Linked DNA regions of Gossypium hirsutum: region 1 is linked to region 2. Evidence: chromatin contacts called from public Hi-C data. All regions are on one chromosome and are shown on one strand. The core of a region is the stretch at or near the end of the contact, and the rest is flanking DNA. Distances in the headings are between cores, read along the strand shown. Region 1 holds the start of LOC107904449 (transcription factor RF2b). Region 2 holds the start of LOC107957451 (potassium transporter 2).

Region 1 (4,830 bases), core at 1,283-3,782, 130 kb before region 2:
GTTGTTTTTTTGGGTTAATCTAATGAAAATTATTTACAAATATTATTAGTTAATTATAAATTTTCACCAAACCTTAAAATTCAAATTAAATATTAAAAAGTTAACACCATTACTTCTAGATATTAAATGTATAACTTTTGTCAAATATAAACACCATACTAGAAAAAAATATTTTTTCGTACTTCTTTTATGTTTTAAAAGTCACTTAATTTTTTGAAAAACCTCGTATTTTTAAGTAATTCTTTTATATACTATGAATTACTTAATTTTAAAAAAAAATTATGTTTTAAGAAATGCTTTCATAGTGTAAGTAATTATTTAATTTTTTGAAAACTTTCCCGTAATTTTTTCATATATTACGAATTATTTAATATTCTAGAACTTATTTATATTTTTAAGTAATTCTTTCATGTTTTATGAATTAGTTAAGTTTTTAAATAAAACCTTTAAAACATTATTTTGTTAAAAACCCAAGAAGGGTATGATATGAAAATGCTGATGTTATCTCTTCTTCATGAAATCCTGAAGGCGAAGTTGCAGTAGTTTGAACACTGCAAAGCTCAAGCAGCTGCTGAGAATGGTCCAAAAGAACAACCTAAGCTACAATAGATATGAAAGAAAAGAGTGAGGCACATGGAGATCACGTGGGCGATGACATTATCTCCATGGGTCACCTAAAAAGAAAATCAAGAGGTCCACATGTCAAATCTCCACTCTAAAACCTTTGTTTAGCATGGGATTTTTAATTATATTAAATTTCAATTAAATATTTTATTTATATGATTTCAAGGAGATGAGTTAATTAATTATGGGCTTATGCCCCTCAAAATTTTCACAATAATGTCGACAGCTTTATTAGGTAAAAGCTAAGCAGAAGCAATCAATTGGTTTCTTTGCTTGAATCGACATTGTACATATAAAAATGACGGGCCAAGGACTTAAATAAATAAATTATTATTATTAAATAGATTATTTTACTTAAATTCAAACTAAATTAAATTGAAATAAAATTAAGATTTATTGTTTTTAAAAAATCATTTATTGTTTAACAAAACTAATATTTTTAAAATTTTTATAGTTATGTAAATAAAATCTTTTATTTAAAATTGAACTATAATTGAGAAAAAAAATTTCAAGACATTTTATATATAATAAATGTTAACTCTATACGATTTGAACTTATTTATTTCTCTTTAATAATATGAAGACTAAATTTATTTCCTCCACAAATTATCGAAGTAAAAAATATATTATTTATTACAAATTTATAAAAAATCAAATAAAAAATATAAACCCAAATATAGCTTTAACTAAAGTATAAAAATGATTTAAGTTTAAATTTCACTTTGATTCAATTAGAAAGTTTTAATTATGGTATAGATGATTCATGTAAAAGTTGATGTCTTCAACCTTTGAGACTTTAGTTTTATCACGTCATATTTTGGTCTAGCTTTGAACATATTTCAAACATTAATCTATTCATCTGTGCATTGTAATAATCAATTGGGTAATCTACACCCATAGTCAATAAATTATCATTAAGTATATATTTTGATCGCTTAATTATGAAATGTTATAAGTTAGTCACTTAAATATTTGAAATTAATTATTTAAGCCACCTATTTGTTAATTTATTAGCGGATGTCAACATAGATTGTTATATTATTGTTCCTCAAATATATTTGGGTAAGCTACGTTATTAATTATTCGATTATTAATAAGTTTTTGTTTTGATCATTCAACTATGAAAAAAAAATATCACAAATAAATTAATGACATGACATATTTTCTTATAGGCTTAATAACTAATTTAGTCCTTAAACTGTAACTCAAAATATCAATTTATTTATTTCTTGAAATTATATTTAAATATAATTAAAATTATAAATTTTTTTGAAAAGTTTTCTTAAAAAAAAAAAGAAAAAAAAAGAGACCTTAAAACCCCATTATCCAGTTACACAACTTTCCACTATATGATTCCCACAATATGATTCTTTTCTTCTCTTCATTTGACCATGAATGAAGTAAGTCCATGTTCTTTTATGTATTTTTTTTTTACAGATGGTCCTCGTTTCGAAAGTAAGTTGAAGATGATACCTTTGAAGGAGGAAAGCATATAATGTTAGAATGTGTTAAACCGTACCAAAGAAACAATTCACTCAAAAGGGGCAAAGGGGAGGAAAACAAATTATGCTATACATGTTTGGTTTGATCATCTTTATTTATTTCTAATGAAAATTTAAAGTTTATGTTGGGTATTTAATTTATAGAAATTCATAGTGTAGTAACAAATATATGTTTTTGGTAAATTAAGAGTGCATGGAAAAGGGGAATTGAGTGATTAAAATTAAAAGTTATGGACATTTTATATATATATATATAATGACAATTTACCGATAGTTGATACAAATTAACTTCAATTGTAAGGATGTAATTATTTAAACCAAATGGAGTTAAAAGGGAATAAAATCGATTTTTGTTGGTTATTTTATATAATTCAAATGTAAAAAATTATATAATATGCGAGTTCTCATCGTTTTAGAGACATTCTTTAATGTTTTCTTTGGGGCAGAGACCGAAAGAAGAAAGCTGAAGAGGAAAAGATTTCAACAGTCAGCGATATTTTCCTCTCACATTTCTCTCCTGAGATCTGAAATCTAAAAAGGGAACACCAAAAATGCAGGACCCGCCAAGTCTAGACCCCAACCCCGATCCACCATTCCCCTCCAATGCATCATCATCCGCCGCTCAAACCACGCCCTCCTTCCCCCACCCAACCTCATTTCGAGGCTCTTATCACAGGCGGGTCCATTCCGAAGTCCAGTTTCGGATCCCTGACGACTTGGATCTCGTCTCCGACCCCTTCGAAGGGTTGGGATCCGAAGACGACTTGTTTTGCACTTACGTGGATATTGAGAAGCTGGGAGGATCATCCAAGGGGTCAGAAGATGGAGGGGGGGCTGCCGGGTCTTCCAGTGGTGGTTCGGGTCGGAATCCGGAGGGAGAGGAAATGAGTGGCTTGTCGGGGAAGGGAGAGAAGAATAATGGAGGAGGGAAAGGAAGGCATAGGTATAGTCATTCGATTGATGGGTGCTCGTTAATGGAGTCGATTGAAGCTAAGAAAGCTATGTCACCTGATAAGCTTGCTGAATTGTGGACTATTGACCCAAAGAGAGCCAAAAGTTTTGTGGAATTATTTCCTTTTTCCCTCAAACTATTTTTTTGGGCCTTTTTGAAGTGAATTTGAGCCTGGGGTACGTATCAAATTGTAGTAGAAGTTGCAAGTTTGGAACTTTTTTAGAAGACAGTAAATCTTTTTGTTGTTTAAAGAAATTATATTTTTAGTTTATACGAGTTTTTTTTACTTCTTTGGTTGGTTTGTTCCTTTTCTTTTCATGGGCATTATGATTGTTTTATCGAAAGTGTTTTTTTTTTTTTATCTTAGTGATGAAGTTTACTTTTCCCCCCTTATGTTTTGGGTGCTTCTGAATGGAGTTTACTAGGAACCCCAAGCAAGGAATTTAAATAGTTTGAACGTGAAAAAAAATTATGGGGAGGTTAGAATTTGAAAGAAATTGAGGGTTGGAAGATACGCATTTGAGAATTTGGAGAGTATGGGTTTATATATATGGATCATGAATGGTTCTTAGCTAATGTTCTTGGTTCATGCGTTCTTTTGACTTATGGTTTTGGCTATCATTTTTGACAAGTGACGCTTCAGTTGACCTTTCTCACCCTTTGATTAATGGGATTCTCATTATTTTAGGGCCTTAATGTATTTTTACGAAACAAATTCATGTGAATTACAAAGTTTCTTTTTATGCATGCTTTTTTAGGGATTATTTGTGCTGTGTGTTTGGCTTCTTTTGTTGGACAGTGCAATATGTTTTTCTTATATATATATATATTTTTTTTTCATGATTTGTTTTGTACTATGATTCGGAGATGGCATAAATGCTTAATGAAATACTGTAGTCAGAAGTGCCGAATCCAACTAACATAATTCTAATAGTAAATCAAATCTTGTATTGCATAATCTATCGCCAAGTATATCTTTTGCTTGTCTAGGGGAATCTCAACATATATATGGGCTGTTTCACCATCTAATGCTGTAATGGTATGGTCATGAGTAGGTCAGATTTTATGTCAGTCTCATTGAACATTTTCTCCATAAATACTAGCATAGTTTAGCTTCAATTAATCTGATAGAGTTGTTCCTGATTGTAAACTTATTGACCTTGTCACTCTATCTCCTTCTAAAGGATTTTTTTTTTTTGCGTAATAGTTTTATCCTTCTCTCTTTAAAGTTCGATAATCTGTTTTGTAATATATACCTATTTATCATGGCACACCCTGCCTTTATGAAGTGTTAATTTTGAAGTCTGGTCCTGTGACCATATTCTATGCAGTACAAAGATGCAACTATCATTAGATTGACTAAATATGGTGAACTTCACTTAAACATCAATAAAATGACTTATTGAACGTTATGGATTTCATTGAAATCATAATTTGAATGTTTCTATGTCTCGCACATTTGAATACTGTTGGTTTCATTTAAGTTCAACTTTTTGTGCAAAGAAGCTGTCTTTCCAAACTTCGGAACTTACAAGAATGGGTTGGGTTATGTCATGTGCGGACAGATTTCTACGTTTGGGATGTTTTAACCTTTTCCATTCACTATTTTCTAGCGTTTGAGAGCTTCTAAACTCTAATCCTGTTAGTTATAAAATACTGACAAGGTGTATTTTGCCTTAAATGCATGAGCATTGGATGAGGTGGATGAGCTAGAGCTGTTCTCATCTCTCTGCTCAACACTCCTGAAAACTT
Region 2 (4,874 bases), core at 1,048-3,547:
GGTGCTCGGGTCAAGTTGGGCCTAAGCATGATAGTAATATATTTTATATTTGTTAAGCTTGACCCGACCCAAAATATGAGCTTGAAATTTTGTCCAAACTTATTCATATTTGCAAAAGACTACCGCAAACTCAATTTAGGCCCGCCCATATATTTTTTAAATTTTTAAAAAAAATATCTATATAATATTATTTTAATATTTAATAATTTCATACATTTTTTATTTATTGAAAATTTTTATATAGTCATCTTAATATTATTTTAATGTTTACATTAGAGTAGTATGATATATTTAGTTTAGATTTATTTTTTTAATGTGTTCTAAATTACATAATATATAAAAATAACATAATATAAAGTATTATAAATTTAAAAACGGGTCGAGCCGTCCAGACTCAGGCCTTGAATGTTTAAGCCCAAATTTGACTTATATTTTAAACGAGCCTAATTTTATTTTGTCCAAACCTATTTTTCAGGTTTATTATTTTTATTTAAACTCTCTCAAATTTCAAACGGACTTTTGAGTTTAGACGAATAAACCAATCCATAAACTGGTCTTCTTCATGCTCTTATTTGGTATAGGGTTGGTTTTACATTAGTATAAACAAATAATTTTCATTGACAGATGAGGTAAATTGAAGACTGCACTTCACCTACCAATAAATGCCACCATTGATCTATTATTTTGGTGCACATTGCACAATTTGGAGTTGGGGCTATCCCTTTGTTTTTTTTAATCTTGTTTGAGTCTAAAGCTACCCCAAAGGGCCAAAGCTGTCTTACACCGAACGGGAAAGCTTCTTTCACCGGCTTCAAATCCGTCATAATTAATGTTTTGTAGGTAGATATCATGTCACAATGTATCCAACTCTACTGTCATGGTACGGAATTAGAGTTACACACTTGTTAATGTTACCTTTTCCCTTGTTGGGTGTAGATTAAATCTGATGTAAATTTATATATTTTTTACTTTTCAATGTATTTATTAAAATTATTAATAATTAAATTTTTTGCATTTTATAACTTCATTAAAAAGTAGATATTAGTTATTATTGTTAAAATTATTTTATATTCATAATTAAAATTAAATTTTGACTACTAACTAAAATAGGAAATATTTTTATTATCTCATTTAACTCTCATCATTTAAACTTATCTTTTTTATTTCATTTTTGTACTTGAAAAGTTTTATATACTATGGTTTTGCTAATGCTTGAATTTTATATTATTGTGAATTCCATTAAGCTCAGGGAAGGGCCATACAGCACCAATATAATACTAGTTGAAACTTCTAGAAGTGGCAATCAAGAAGGATAAAATAAGCTGCTTCTTTTTTTTTCATTTGGTTAAGATGCTAATAATTTATATACCTACATATAAATGACAAACATTTATTATATTTTTTAAATTTGAGGATATAAATGGAAAGTAAATAACTTTTCTAAGGCTGACACGTTGCACACACACCATACTTCGTTTTTTCTTTCTCCATTTTATAAAAATAGTTAATTTGTAATTTTAATTTTTAATACGCTTAAATTTAAGATTTAATCATTTTATGTTAATGATATTATTAATTAATTCATATAATTACTATTCAATTAAAATGTTACGTGGTTATAATTTGAAAATAAATTTTTAAATTTAAAAAATAAAAATTAAATTATTAAAAAAAAATAAGACTAAATTCTAAACGTACAATGTGTATGTATACTTAGAGTTGTAATTCTTTGAACCGAACTGAACCTATCGGGGCATCGGTCTAGAAAGAAGCATCAAACCAATTGACTCACGAATTGATACAATTTAATTGAAGTAGTTTTTTTTAAATAATTTATTATTTTTTAAATAATTTATTTAATCAAATCCTATGAATTAGGGTTTAACTCACTCTATTTTTTTATCAATTAATATTTAATACATATTCAATCACCATTCACAAATTGATTTTTACATTAAATAGATGAGTTCTACATGAATATTACACATAATGAAAATTATTGCATTGAATATTAATGAATAAAAATAATAATAAAATGGGTTTTAACCCATAAATCAATGGCATAATAATTTGATTATCAATCCTACAAAAATTACTTAAAATATATTTTAATTTTTAAATTTTTTACTTAAAATATATTTTAATTTTTAAATTTTTGTCTCTTCTTATCTGTAATACATTTTAACGCATTTAAATTTATAACTTTAATGTAAATCGAATTAATACTCAATTCATCAATTTTCACATTTTTAGCGAATATATCAACCTACAAACATGGAACGGCCAAGTTTACGTTTAAAGTGATGAACATAAGTTACATGACATGAAAGGACAAAAGTCTAAAGGCTATATTTGACAAGCTTGCCAATATTCCCGCTCACGATAATCTCCTTATATTATTTCTTCATTAAAAAATCATGCTCCATCAATCCATTTTCATGGGATCAAATTATCTATAGCTTCTCTCCACGTTCTCTAATCCAATTTTGATTCTGTTTTACTGAACAATGTTCGTATTGTCGGTTGAAACCTTCAAGTCTGTGTTCATTTGATCTTCAAATCCATCCAAAAGAGCATCATTTCATCTCATAAAATTCAGATCCTTTCACATGCTTATAGTTTTGCACATATCAGCTACCATAAATGGAAGTTCCAAGCTTGTGTAGAGTCTAGAGCTAAATGCAACGAGGTTTCCACTTGGTGGCCATTGGAATTTGCCAGAAAAAAGGACTGGGGTAAGTTTCTCTATATCTATTTAGTTGTAGTTGTTTCAGTAAAAGGTTAAAGGGGATGGTTTTTTCAGCAAAGTTTGTAACTTAAATGGGTTTTGTCTATCTATCTATCAATCATCTACGGGTGCTACAGCTGTTTCCAGAATGAAGTTTAGTATTGATAAAAGAAATAGATAGGGAGTCAGTAACAATTGTAGACACAGTAACAAGGACGAGGGATGATGTAATCAAAATGCCGGGTTTTTTTAATCTAAAAAGACAAAAGTGCATTTGGATTCATCTCATGGGGATTATTTGCAGCACATGGGGCTGCCCATCTTATGTTCATATAGTCTTCATTTACAATAAATAGGGTCTGTTAACAGTTCTGAATGGTCTAATGGAGAGGGGTAAATTGGTTTTGCCTTGTCTTCTTTCATTTATTTCTGAGTTACTACCAAACAAACTCCATTATTAAAGGAACTAATAATATAAGAGCAACTTTACCTTTCCTTTACTGCAAAAAAAAAAAATAAATAAAAAATCCGAGCTTTATCAAGCAAAAGAAAATGAAAGGTTTTACTAAGCTTCAGTTAGAAATCTGAGAAAGAGAAAGGTGTGGTCTTGTGGGGTATAAGTTAATTCATTGTATTTGGCTGTTGGTGGTGATATATCATTCTCTTCTAAATGCAACTGTAGTTGCATCACATGATTCTCTTATTTTGTTCTCTTTCTTGCCTGCACAAAACATTGGTTGGAAACTATTGCATTTGCTTCTATATTATAAAAATATATATGTATTACGCTTATATTGATTTTTTCTGATTGTTTGTATCTTCTGCTTCTTTGTCCATATGGGTTAATTCTGTAAGTGGGTTCAAAGTTTGGTTTTTTTTTTTTTTGGTTTAAAAATTGAGGAAGGATGAAGTATCAGTTTCTTCCACTCTTCATCAACCATAAAAATAATATTATGTAAAAGAAATGAGGGCCCTTGAGCATTTAAGAATTCTGTCTGTATAATTATAGCGTAGCTGAGCTTCAATCCTGTTTAAGATTCCATAAATTTTCTATTAATTGGAGTCTGGGTGTCACTTGGCTTCTTGTTTTCTTACTTTCCGTGAGAATTTGATTAAGATGCGCATAGCTTTCAAAGAGTTTGGGTGGAGGATGTTATAGAGGTATGGAAGCCATGTGGGTGAATGAGACATGCTTTTTATCTCCTCTATTTGCGGGTGTGTAATGGAGGGATAGCCTGGATGTCCTTGGAAATTTCATCTTGAAAGTTCTCTTCTTTTTTTCCTTGTTTAAAATTATTTCTTCCAAATTCCCGGTGTTGGATTGTGCCACTTATGTTTGGCATATTGTTTCAGTGTTTATCAGCAGCTAAATTGCGTTCACTGGCAAGAAACTCTGGCTGAAAATTGAAGTATAATTATCATGGATCTTGAGTATGGCAAGTTCTCGGATGCTTCAAAGGTTTCTGCATTTAACTTTCAACCTGATAGCACAAAGTGCATATACATCCATAAACTATTTTAAGTTATTGGTGATTTTGATTTTGTATTTAGGAAAATAAGTAGGATTAGATTATTTGGTTGAAGGAATTATGCTGTTATCAGTTGGTAGGAGAGTAGCTTATTCTGGAATTGTGTTGCAGAAGGGTTCTTGGAAGAAGGCATTGCTTTTCGCATACCAAAGTCTAGGTGTGGTTTATGGGGATCTGAGTACTTCCCCACTTTATGTCTACAAGAGCACATTTGCTGAAGACATTCAACACTCAGAGTCAAATGAAGAGATCTTTGGTGTTCTATCCTTTGTTTTCTGGACTCTTACTTTAGTCCCCTTATTCAAGTACGTGTTTGTGGTTCTTCGAGCGGATGACAACGGAGAGGGTAAGCATTTAAGCAATTGTCTTGTCCATATAATTTAGCCATTAAACTGAAACCTTTTATTGATTGCAGGAGGGACTTTTGCACTGTATTCTCTGATATGCCGACACGCAAATGTCAGTCTTCTGCCCAACAGACAGGTTGCTGATGAAGCGGTCTCTACATATAAACTTGAGCACCCTCCAGAGAAAAGGAGCAGCTCAAGAGTAAAAGTGTACCTTGAGAAGCATAAGGTCTTGCACACTGCTTTATTAATCTTGGTTCTCCTAGGAAC

What was found. A called contact is a pair of places that touch in the nucleus more often than the background predicts.
Region 1: a Hi-C map of leaf shows a contact between it and region 2, with 2.7 times the contacts expected there. The contact joins the promoter of LOC107904449 here to the promoter of LOC107957451 in region 2. A contact is called at or near these places in 3 of 34 Hi-C or Micro-C datasets (all in leaf).

The regions. Positions count from the first base shown.
Region 1 is chrA05:32,900,065-32,904,894 of Gossypium_hirsutum_v2.1, reverse strand. It overlaps LOC107904449 (transcription factor RF2b), which reads left to right and starts at 2,532. Exons shown (of 4, transcript XM_016830838.2): 1 at 2,532-3,183. The coding sequence starts at 2,678.
Region 2 is chrA05:32,767,009-32,771,882 of Gossypium_hirsutum_v2.1, reverse strand. LOC107957451 (potassium transporter 2) reads left to right here and starts at 2,297. Exons shown (of 10, transcript XM_016892969.2): 1 at 2,297-2,735; 2 at 4,082-4,187; 3 at 4,369-4,603; 4 at 4,673-4,874. The coding sequence starts at 4,149.